2 separate regions of the Rattus norvegicus genome follow, and region 2 is linked to region 1. A link is a contact called in public Hi-C data. All regions are on one chromosome and are shown on one strand. Each heading gives the region's core, a stretch centred on a gene start, on an enhancer-like site or on the middle of the called end of the contact. The rest is flanking DNA. Distances are from core to core; before and after follow the strand shown.

Region 1 (5,464 bases), core at 1,230-3,729:
ACTACAGCTGGGACGCAGCGTGCGCATGCGGGATGCAGCTGGGGTGCAGCCTCAGCTCGCTTGCCCCTTCATCACTCCCACCCTTCGCTGCCCAGCCTGCAGGTTCTATGCCTGAGAGCTGTTTGGAAGACGAAGTATCACCCGGGATTACTAATGCAGATATCCCTTTGACATCAGTGACAGCTCTTTTAGTGACTTGCCTAAGTTCTCAATAAAATTACTTTCATTTAAGAATTAATTTCAATGATCTCTTTTGGGATAATTTGATGCTGATTCCACTTTTAATTATACAAGTGCTGAAGTTATCTGCTATAATTTATATGACTACTAGTAAATTTAGGGAGAACTTTTTATTAAGTTTATTTTATGGTTGAGGGAGATTTCATGCTCAAGTCCTGTATTTACCTAATTTTTACTTCCTCTATCCTTCTGCAACTACCCCCATGACCCCTATTCATACTCCTCTTAACCCATGGCCTCTTGTCTTAATTATTGTCACACATATACACACACACACTACGGAGTCCAGTGTGTGCGCATACGTTTAGGAATAAGTTAGGACTGGATAACCAATCAGGGACCTCATCCTTAGTTAAGAACAATTTCTCTCCTCTCAGCAGCCATTGGCATGGCTTCTTCATCTGTGGGTGGGCCCTGGGGAATTTCTTGGGGGCGGTTTTTAAAATCAAACATATGCTTTGGAAATAGTAAGTAACCATTGTGGTGATACCGCCATTAATCCCAGCAGATACAGGCAGGTCTCTGTGAATTTGAAGCCAGCCTGGTATATACATAGTGAATTCTGAGATATCTGGGGCTATGGAGAGAGACCCTGTCTAAAAAAAAAAGAAGGAGGGAAGAAAGGAAGGAAGGAAAAGAGAAGGAAAAAGGAAAGACAGGAGAAAGAAAAGTGAATGAAAGGAGAAATAAAAAATAAATGTAGAAAATGATGTCAATACTGACAATATTACTATCTCAATAGAGTTTGAGCTTCTACGTTCCAAGTATATTTGCTACGTGATATATCAAAAGGGATGGAACTGATGTATACATTGACTGAAATTGGCTTCGTTCTTTCATTCAATCAACAAACTCATTATTGAGCACCTAGAATGTGGCATGTGTTCAGCATTTTTATATACAAAGGAAGTCAGAAGGAAACAATACAAAGACCAGTTGTTTGTTTTTTTTTTAAGATTTATTTATTTAACGTATATGACTCTGTTGCTATCTTGGGACACACCAGAAGAGGACATCAGATCTCATTACAGATGGCTATGAGCCACCATGTGGTTGCTGGGAATTGAACTCAGGACCTCTGGAAGAGCAGTCAGTGCTCTTAACCACTGAGCCATCTCTCCAGCCCCCAAAGACCAGTTTTTTGGTTTGGTTTGGTTTGGTTTGATTTTTTATGGAATTTATATTGTGCTTGATTAAGGCGCATGAGAACGCATCAGATATTTTCATTATGTTAATACTGGGGTAATAAAGATACAATGAGGAAAAGGGGTAGTGATCAGGAAGCAACTTCCAGAAAAATGACAGCTGAAAAGGGACCTGAATGGCTAAGTGAGCCACACAACCCCAGAGGTGCTGGGAAACAAAGATCCTGTCGCAGAGAAGACTCACTGTGTTCAAGAAAGAGTGGCGCCATGGTGTCTACAACAAAGTGACTGGAGATGCTATGCTGAGAGGAGTGGGAAGGGTAGATGGTTTAGGACCCAGAGAGGCATCTAAGGCATCTCATGTTTACCGCAGGTGTGAGGAGAAGCAGGATGTTGGGAACCGGAGAACGCCATGATAGGCAGAGCGTTGAGGACGCGGGGCAGCAGCGGTTCTCAGCCTGTGGGTCGCGACCCTTCCGCAGGGGTCAAATATCAGATAATTACGTTACGATTCATAACAGCAGCAAAATTACAGTTATGAAGTAGCAACAAAATAATGTTGTGGTTGGGCATGGCTACGCCATGACGACCGTGTTAAAGGATCAAAGCATTAGGAAGGGTGGGAACGGCTGTCCTACAGAGACCAGTGAGCAGTTAACAAGGGTTTGGGTGCTAGCGTCTGAATGATCACAATCCTGACTCTTCACTGCCAGGTTTAAAATAGGAAAAATGAAAATGGTTTCTGTGCAAATGGTGTGTTAAGACAACACACACACACACACACACACACACACACACACACACACACACACCAGCTATCTAACCAGAGTGTTACAAACTTGACTCAAAATAAAATGCTTATTTCGCAGGGGGGATTGTGGGAGGGGGTGACCAGGAGGAGGGCAGTGGATAGTATAAAGTAAATAAGTAAAACAAATTTTAAAAAAAAAAAAACTGTTTCAATTATGGCTATAGGAGAATTGCCTGTGCAAGCCGCTGACTCACAGAGATTCTTTGTGGATGATACGTTAGAGTACAAAAGCTCAGAATATTCTGGAACATGTCTCCCACCTTGCCTCCCGCCTCCTCCCCAAGTTGACAGCCTGACTCCTGGGTGCTATTAGAAAGCAGAGCAGAGCCACCAGGACCCACCGTCTTCTCCATAGGAAAATGCTGCCATCTGCAGGCCGCCCAGGATAAACAAATAAAACTAAATAAAAATAAAAATAAAATAAAGTAGAACCGGGGCCCAGACCCTCATCTGTTCATTTCTATATACATTGTCATTTCTCTGAAGACAATTTATAGAGCCATTAATTTAAAAAAATGAGAAGGCATCTGACCACGTCCATCTTGGTGCTTCGACAGGCCTGCTGTATTAAATGGAACCCCGGCAGCTGGCTTGATAAACCTTATTGTTTTGTGATCTGTCTGTTCGTTACAGTATAAAGTGGATGTCATTTTTTCCATTACTACTATGCCAGGTCCCAGTCCCCTTTCCCATGGCAAATCTTCTCCATTTCATCCATGGTTATTGACCAATTCAGGCTCTCTCTTAGTTCAACTGATTAATTACATTTTTTCTAAGTAAATCAATTCTTTCATCATCTCAAGTATATTTTCTTTTTTCTTTTTATTTTTTAATTTTATGAGAGCTCTGTCTGCATGTACACCTGCCTGCCAGCAGAGGGCATCAGAACTCTTTATAGATGGTCATGAGCCACCATGTGGTTGCTGGGAATTGAACTCAGGAGCAGCCAGTGTTCTTGTTATTTTCTCTCTCTCTCTCTCTCTCTCTCTCTCTCTCTCTCTCTCTCTCTCTCTCTCTCTCTCTCTCTCTCTCTCTCTCTCTCTCTCTCTCTCTCTCTCTCTCTCTCTCTCTCTCTCTCTCTCAGCTGAGGACTGAACCCAGGGCCTTGTGCTTGCTAAGCGCTCTACCACTGAGCTAAATCCCCAACCCCGCAGCCAGTGTTCGTAACTGCTAAGCCATCTCACCAGCCTTCAAATACATTTTCATAGTTATATGTAATATACTTCTAGAAAAATGTACTCTTTTATTTGCCTATAGTTATGTATAATTTTTAATCTTTCATATTATCTTTTTACTTCCCTTTTATGTAAAATTTGTTGTTTGATGTGGCACTGCTAGGATTGAATTTAGTATGCCTGACACACATTAGGCAAGGGCTGCACCACTGAGATACACATCCAGTCCTTTCGTGGGATTTTTGAGTGGCAGAAGGATTTGGAGTACACGCCACTGTTGGAGACAACATTGTGAGCTATTGTGTTGAGAGACACAAGAGTCAAGAGTACAGTTTAGAGGTCATCTTCACTATCTCAAATTAGCAGTGACATAAAGACAGATGACTTAAATGTCAATAATTAAAAATCTTCTGTAAAGACCTATGTTTGAGGCAGCTGAACAAAATCAAAGAGCAAATTGCAAAAGCCAAATGAAAAACAAGTTCTTGTATGGTTTAGAGAAAGCATAACACAAAATAGACATCATTTTAAAATAATAATCAAATTTGCTACATTAAAAAGAAAAAAACTATGAAACAAAGGTACTACATCTAGGAAAGACATTTCCAAGAAATATGATAATCATAAACTAATTCCCTTAATATGTGTTCTAGTTAGACTAAGTCAACTTGATGAAAATTAAAGTTACCCAGGAACCAGATTGGCTTGTAGGCATGCTTCCTTGATTGTTGATTGGCTGGTGTGGGAGGGCAGCAGCCTGCTGGTCTTGGTTGTATAAGAAAGTAAGATGGGCAAGCCATGGAGAACAGGCTGGGAAGCTGTGGTCCTCCATCCTCCACAGCGTCTATTTAAGTTCCTGCCTCCAGGTTCCTGCCCTGAGTCCCTGTTGACTTTCCTTGGTGATGTACTGTAACTATAAGTCCAATAAACCCTTTTCCTCCCCCAAGATGTTTTGATTAGTGTTTTATCACAGCAACAGAACACAAACTAGGACACACCTGAAAATTTTCCTCTGTGAAAGGCTGTGCTATGACTTTAGGACAACATACAAATTGGAGAAAAGTGTATAGATCTCATACAGGGACAAGGACTTTTATTCGGATTAAAAATCTCAAAAGTTAAGGAGGAGGAAGAGACAGATGAGGAGAAGGAAGAAGAAAGAGTAAATAGACAATTAAAAATGTGCAATGAAATGAAGAGACATTTACCAAGAATGAGGTAAGACGAGCAATCAAGCGTGATGAAAGTCCATTCTCTGTGTTGGCTGTTACAGAAACAAAGTAAAACCACAGTGTACTCATCCCAAGACTCCTAGAACCGCTAGGGAAAGAATGATGCAGCACCCAATGCTACCAGCAGGGGGAGACGTCGCGCCATTCGTGGATTCCTGAGAAAAATGTAAAATGATACGACTTCAAGAAATTATTTGGCAGTTTCTTCAGACACCAAACATGTATCTGCCGTATGACCTAGCGGTCACACTTTGGGGCATTTCCCCCAGAGAAATGAACTTTGAGGCTGGAGAGGTAGCCCATCGGTTAAAAGCACTGTCTGCTCTTCCAGAGGTCCTGAGTTCAATTCCCAGCAACCACATGGTGGCTCACAACTATCTGTAACGGGATCCGATGCCCTCTTCTCATGTGTGTCTGAAGACAGCTACAGTGTGCTCACATACTTTAAATAAATAAATAAATAGATAGATAAATAAATAGATAAATAAATAGATAAATGTAATAGTTATACAAAAACCTAGACAGAATATTCACAGATATTTTACTTTCAACACACAAAAGAGGAACACATTCAAGTTGACCTTCAACTTGTGAATGGTCGACCATACACCAATGCACTACCCATAAGCAATTAAAAAGAATAACCCTCCTCAACACTCAGGCAAGATGGGTCACAAGCTCACACTCGGTTGAAAGCCAGCCTCAAACGGTTAAATACAAGCTAACCGCCTTCATATACCATTCTTACAGTTGTAGAGATCTGGAACAGACTGATGTTTTGCTTCTAAGTGACCGGGCCAGGGCAGATGCAAAAACAAACTCAGCCAAAGAAATAAAAATAGCTCATACGAATCTACACAT
Region 2 (5,464 bases), core at 1,321-3,820, 170 kb before region 1:
TTGAAACAGTGGACTGCGATATCTCTCTCCAGGTCTGTTGTCTTCTTTGGCATATTCTGTCATAGTGATGGGAAATCTGACTGAAGAGTCTTGACTAAAATCTTCTTTGCCCGTTGAAATAGTCTAGAGCGATACATCCTCCATAGGGCTCCGAAATTAAATGCTTCCATATAAAATTAAACATCTTTTATTTACCTCTCAGCTCAGTCTGTGGCCTGAATTTATCCTTTAAAGACAGAAGCGTCTCTGCTCTGTGGGTGGCTGCTGGATTCTACATCACTGTCAGGTTCGAAGAGAAGCTTTCTCCTCACAGAGCATTTCTCTTTTAATGAAATGTTTATCACACTGCTTATCACTACAGATGGTTGCTGGGTTTCGTTGCATACTGGCCATGTATACTTCTCCTGCCACAGTGGCATCATCATGGGCCTTGAGTCTGCACAACCATGTGCTGCTTCGTCTCTGCCCTCTCAGAGTTGCCGGAGAAGAGGGAACCTCGGTTGAGAAGTTGCCTCCTGTGGGCACTCGTCTGTAGTCGTTTTCTCAATTGCTGATTGATTTGGGAGGGCCCAGCACATGGAGGCAGTGCCATGCTCTGGCAGGCAGGCCTGGTCTATATACAAAAAGCAGCCAGTAAGCAGCAGGCCTCCACGGTCTCTGCCTCAGGCTCCTGCCTTGGCTTCCCTAGATGACAAACTGTCACCTGTAAGCCAAGTAAATCCTTTCCTCCCCAGGCTGCTTTCAGTTAGTACTTTACCACAGAAACCAAACTAGGACATCCCACACACGTGGTTCCTAGTCCTAGTCTGTCGTTCAGTCATTATTCGGTGAGTTCTGTTCTTCCACTGAAAGGGCAAACATCAAACATCATCAGACATCATATCGTCCATAAGGAAAAAGAGAAAGTTCCATTTTGTAAGACTTTCTTCTTCTTCTTCTTCTTCTTCTTCTTCTTCTTCTTCTTCTTCTTCTTCTTCTTCTTCTTCTTCTCCTTCTCCTTCTCCTTCTCCTTCTCCTCCTCCTCCTCCTCCTCCTCCTCCTCCTCCTCCTCCTCCTCCTCCTCTTCCTCTTCCTCTTCCTCCTCTTTTTTAGTGGCATTTCACTATGGACCACTGCATGACTCAGAACTTTCTAGGTAGAACAAGCTGGTCTTGAACTCAAAGCTTGCTGTTATTTATAAATCTAGGAGCCAGAACTTTCTCTTTCAATTTTGAGTAACAAAAGAAGCAGAAGCTGAAGCAGAAACAGCAGCAAAAGAAGAAGAAGGAGGAGGAAGAAGGAAGAAGGGAAGGAGAGAGAGGAAGCAAGAGAAAATAGCCCAAACCTCAAAGGGCTTGTATTCTGTACAATAAGAATGGTGAATATGTTGTTGACTGATGCTGTTAAAGTTACTTAGTGCAATCCAGTTCCATGGGTCACAAGGCTATGGGCATGATGCCAGGCCTATCCGGGTAACACGTCACCTCTTCCTATTTTAGGCTAGATGATTAGTAAGCAGTCTAATTTTTTTTCTCTACAGTTTATTCTGTTATGTTAAAATTAACAATCCATAGGAGGAACAGGAGGGTGGGGCAGGGTACTAATGACAATTATAGAGGCCCAACTACTGGGGACCACAGAGCGGCTTGAACTATTTTAGGGATAAGCGGAAATATTTGCTTCAAAAAAAAAAAAGCTTAATACTCTAGCTTAGGGACTTAGATACGTATTAGCTTTACAGGCCACAGCTATTTTACTGACTGGCATAGGACTTTGTTCTTTAGTAGAGCTGGGGACAGTGCTTTCATTCATCCACAGATGTCTTACTTGGGGTCTTTGGGCATACAGAAAGATGGAGAGATACTTACCTGTCAGTCAGGAGAGATGGTGGGATAGCCACTCAGAAGAAGAAGGCCAATCTGAGGACTATGCACTTTGTTTGGGGGGTCAAGAACTGAAGAACTCTAGCAGGAGTTTTTAGGTGTTGGGTGGAATTGTGGCATGTACAGGATCAGAAAGGAGTGGAGAGGGGTGGTCTGGGCCTTGGGATTTCGTGCTCTGCAGAGTCCGAGAGACAGAAGAATCATACTAAACAAAGCAGAGAAATCTCTCTGTGGGACTCACAAGAAAATGTGTGAACAGCATGAAGGGCTAGTGAGGTCGTTGACTAGCCAATCTCTTTGCAATAAATAAAAGAAAACATTGAGGCATATACATACTTTCCTTAGGACGTTGAAAGACCATATACATCCTCGTCAAGTACCCTATGGATGTACATGTATTGTTTTGGAGTTGTTTTTCTTGAACAGGAGAAACACACAAGCAAAAGCTCTTTTGAAAACTGAGCGGACACTTGATAATCGGAAAAAAACGAAAGTCTCTGGAAAACAGGACATTCTAAGTGTTCTCACCGGCCCCAGGCCTCCTCAGAAACCATCCACGATGACTCTAGAAATCTCAAGTTCTATTCTCCTGTTCCTTACAGCAGACTGAGAACGATTTTTAGTGAGAAACAAGCTTGCACTGATGATCTGAGTTTGAAAATCGGTTTTAGAGTTTGGGCTTGCAGTGCTTTTAGATCAGTTAAGGCAACTGCGCCCTCTAGTCTCTGCAGCGGGTACTGCAAGGCCATTTGAGCTCGTTGCTTCAACTTTGTCCTCAAGTTTGATACTTGGAACTCAAAGTCGTTCACAACCCGCCACACACGCAGAGATCCCTCCAGGTGTGAGTAAAGCAATTAATCTCATTTTGGTGATAAACATGCCTACCGGAGGCTCATTTTCTCTCTTAAGTTATACCAGAAAAATTAATTAGGCTCATGTTAAAAAAAAAACCAAAAAAACTTTTCCATGGTATAGAAAAAGCGGTGACTAAAATACTAAGAAGGTAGCTATTCATCACTGCCTCATAAAGGCACACGACAACTCATCATGATAAATTAAGGAAGCTGCCTGCCTGACCTTCATTAGCCATCTGCTCCCTTAGAATGAGAATTTTTAAAGAGCTCTATTTTATTTGGGCATTTGGAAGTGCGCTGGTTTGATCTATTTCTCTCTCTTCTTTGAGGGAACAATCCCTCTGAGGATGGGTTTGTTTGTTTGTTCCTTTTGTACTTTTATGTCTTGTCTGCTTGCCAGAGCACACGTCCCCTTGAAGAGAACTTCTTAGTCAGAGCTCCATGCCGGTGCTGTGGACTGCCCAGAGGAGGGCTTGCTTTACCCCAGATGCTGATATTGTGTACACTTTTGAACATTCTGGGCAAGTCTCTTTTACATGGTTGGTTCTGATTGGCTGTCACGTTCTTTAACTACCTTTCTCCTGGCATTGAGTCAAGGCTGAAGAGGGATCAACTGTAACCATGGCTGAAAGAGGGACGGTATAGAGAAGAGATGTTGGTTGCCTTGAGTTTATTTCATGGACAGAGATGAATGGTTTGTTTTAGTGAAAGAGACCAAGGAAGGAAGAGGAAGAAACAATTAGGACAGAATGTCTCCCTCAATCAGGGTCAAGGTCTTTAGATGCAGACAGCTGATCTTATTTGATTAAAATAAAGGACTATTTGGAAATAAAATGGGAACAGCTGGAGATATTGTCCCTGGCATACACAGAAACGATTTGGTTAATAATAACATCAATATGTGATTGAACACCATGAGTCACGGAACTCCTGCCTTTAATGTTGCCACCAGAGAGAACAAATACTCCAACAAAGTCACCTTGGAGCTCTCTAAAGACCAGGCTATCTTGGAGCTTTGAAAAGTCTCAAGATTTTAGAATTGGAGGACTGGGTATGTTTCCAGTAACAAGGACAACTTAATGGCTCCCCAAGGCCCAGATAACTACTTTCCAATAACTTCATTGTTCTTAAAATTTCTCCCTTTTTACATCGTCTAAAATTCCCATCAATGGGAACTGCATTTGCCTTATTGATATCAAAGTCTCTTAGAAGGATTCTGAAAACCTCTGGGACAGCTAATCTGTCATTCACAAGTGTGTGTGTGGGGTGACTAAGTATGTTGGTGTAATAAGTTTTTGTGGTAAGAAAGGATTTTAGACATTTTTAAAAATCATGACATGATGGAAAATTCAACAGCAGTTTTTTTTTTTAAACAGTTATAAGGATTGAATACTAGGCTTTGTCCTTGGTTGGAACATATTCTAACCACTCTGAGAAATATTAAATATGAGTCTTCTACCAAATACTATAAAATTTGTGTTTGGGGTTGGGGATTTAGCTCAGTGGTAGAGCGCTTGCCTAGGAAGCGCAAGGCCCTGGGTTCGGTCCCCAGCTCCGAAAAAAAAAAAGAACCAAAAAAAAAAAAAATTTGTGTTTGGGACAGGAGATTCAAATGCCCCACCACCACCTTGTAGACGTTCTATGGAAAGGTTTTATTCCCTCACCCTCACCCCCAGATAGACAAAGCTCTATGGAATCTGATGGTCTGGAGCAAGGACCCCTTTCTCCTTGGAGAAAGGACCCCTTTCCCCTTCTTCCATTTCCGGTATACTCATTCTTCTCAGAGTAGCCAATCAAATTAAGACTATGAGGCCAGCCAATGGGGAAAGACACCCGTCACTACCTGAATTAGAATAAAAACTGATAGCACTTCTTGTCTCTGCGTGTTCTCTTTTGAGCACACCCTCTCGGTCAAGAGTGAAGTTTGCCTTGCCCAGACTCTTCGGTTGCTGGTGCTTCCTTTCTTTGCCACACAGATTTATTTCTAACAGCACTGAGCTGCCCTCCAACCACAGTCGTGTCTGACGTTACATAAAAGTCATCCAAAGGAGCTTGTACGTTCACAGACCTTGGCTTGGTGGCGTTGGCATCATTATTAGTCGCACTTGCATGATGCGTTGCGGAGTGTGCCATCTGCCTCCTCTGCCTTTGAGGAATCCACTCAGAAGACGGTTATAAACCCCAGCCCCCTGAGATTAGCAACAGGAATCCTGCTCTGGTCCCGCTCAAGGCCTTTGTAAGGGCTTTTACCACAGAGCATTACAGAAACACATGGCTCCTCTGCTTCTTCTAGGCTCTAAGAGAAGCCCACACACAGTCAGAAAGGAGGTGAGAGAAAGGGGTGGGACTCTGAAGAAAAACATCCCTTCTCCTTCCCCCTCCTCCCTGCCCAGTGGGTGATCTCCCCGGTGTTTCCCGCATGGGAAACCGGGAAGTTAAGAGTTTCCGGTACGGGAAACCTCCTTGTGGAGTTTATCCTACACAACAAACCTTACCAAAGTGCCTCAAGGCAATGCTAACTATTCATTTTTCATTGCAATGTGGAAGCTGGCAGGACTCACAGTTTTCACGCGAGGTTCCAGTGCTTAGCAGGGAAAGGGTAGCTGGGCCTGGGTCTTGTTGAAGGCTCTGGGACTCCTATACAGCTGGTGGCTGCACTGGGGTTTCCCAGCAGCTGAGCCAGGATCCCTCTCGGCTCCTTTCTTTGCAGTCTCATCCATACACTAGACACAGACATTAAGGATCTGG

Evidence for each region. Hi-C and Micro-C count contacts between places; a contact is called where the count stands out from the background.
Region 2: a contact with region 1 is called in a Hi-C map of the A7r5 cell line, with 3 times the contacts expected there. The contact joins two enhancer-like sites. A contact is called at or near these places in 3 of 12 Hi-C or Micro-C datasets (the A7r5 cell line, the Rat2 cell line and prefrontal cortex).

What each region holds. Positions count from the first base shown.
Region 1 is chr9:110,731,991-110,737,454 of GRCr8, reverse strand. No RefSeq gene overlaps it. Among named protein-coding and RNA genes, the nearest start is that of Fbxl17, 81 kb to the right of the region's middle. Within about 2 kb of position 2,479, at least 6 of the 93 cell types and tissues checked have an H3K27ac peak or open chromatin away from gene starts, as enhancers often do. A contact at or near this core is called in the A7r5 cell line, where this site is marked.
Region 2 is chr9:110,905,742-110,911,205 of GRCr8, reverse strand. No RefSeq gene overlaps it. Among named protein-coding and RNA genes, the nearest start is that of Fer, 59 kb to the left of the region's middle. Within about 2 kb of position 2,570, at least 3 of the 93 cell types and tissues checked have an H3K27ac peak or open chromatin away from gene starts, as enhancers often do. A contact at or near this core is called in the A7r5 cell line, where this site is marked.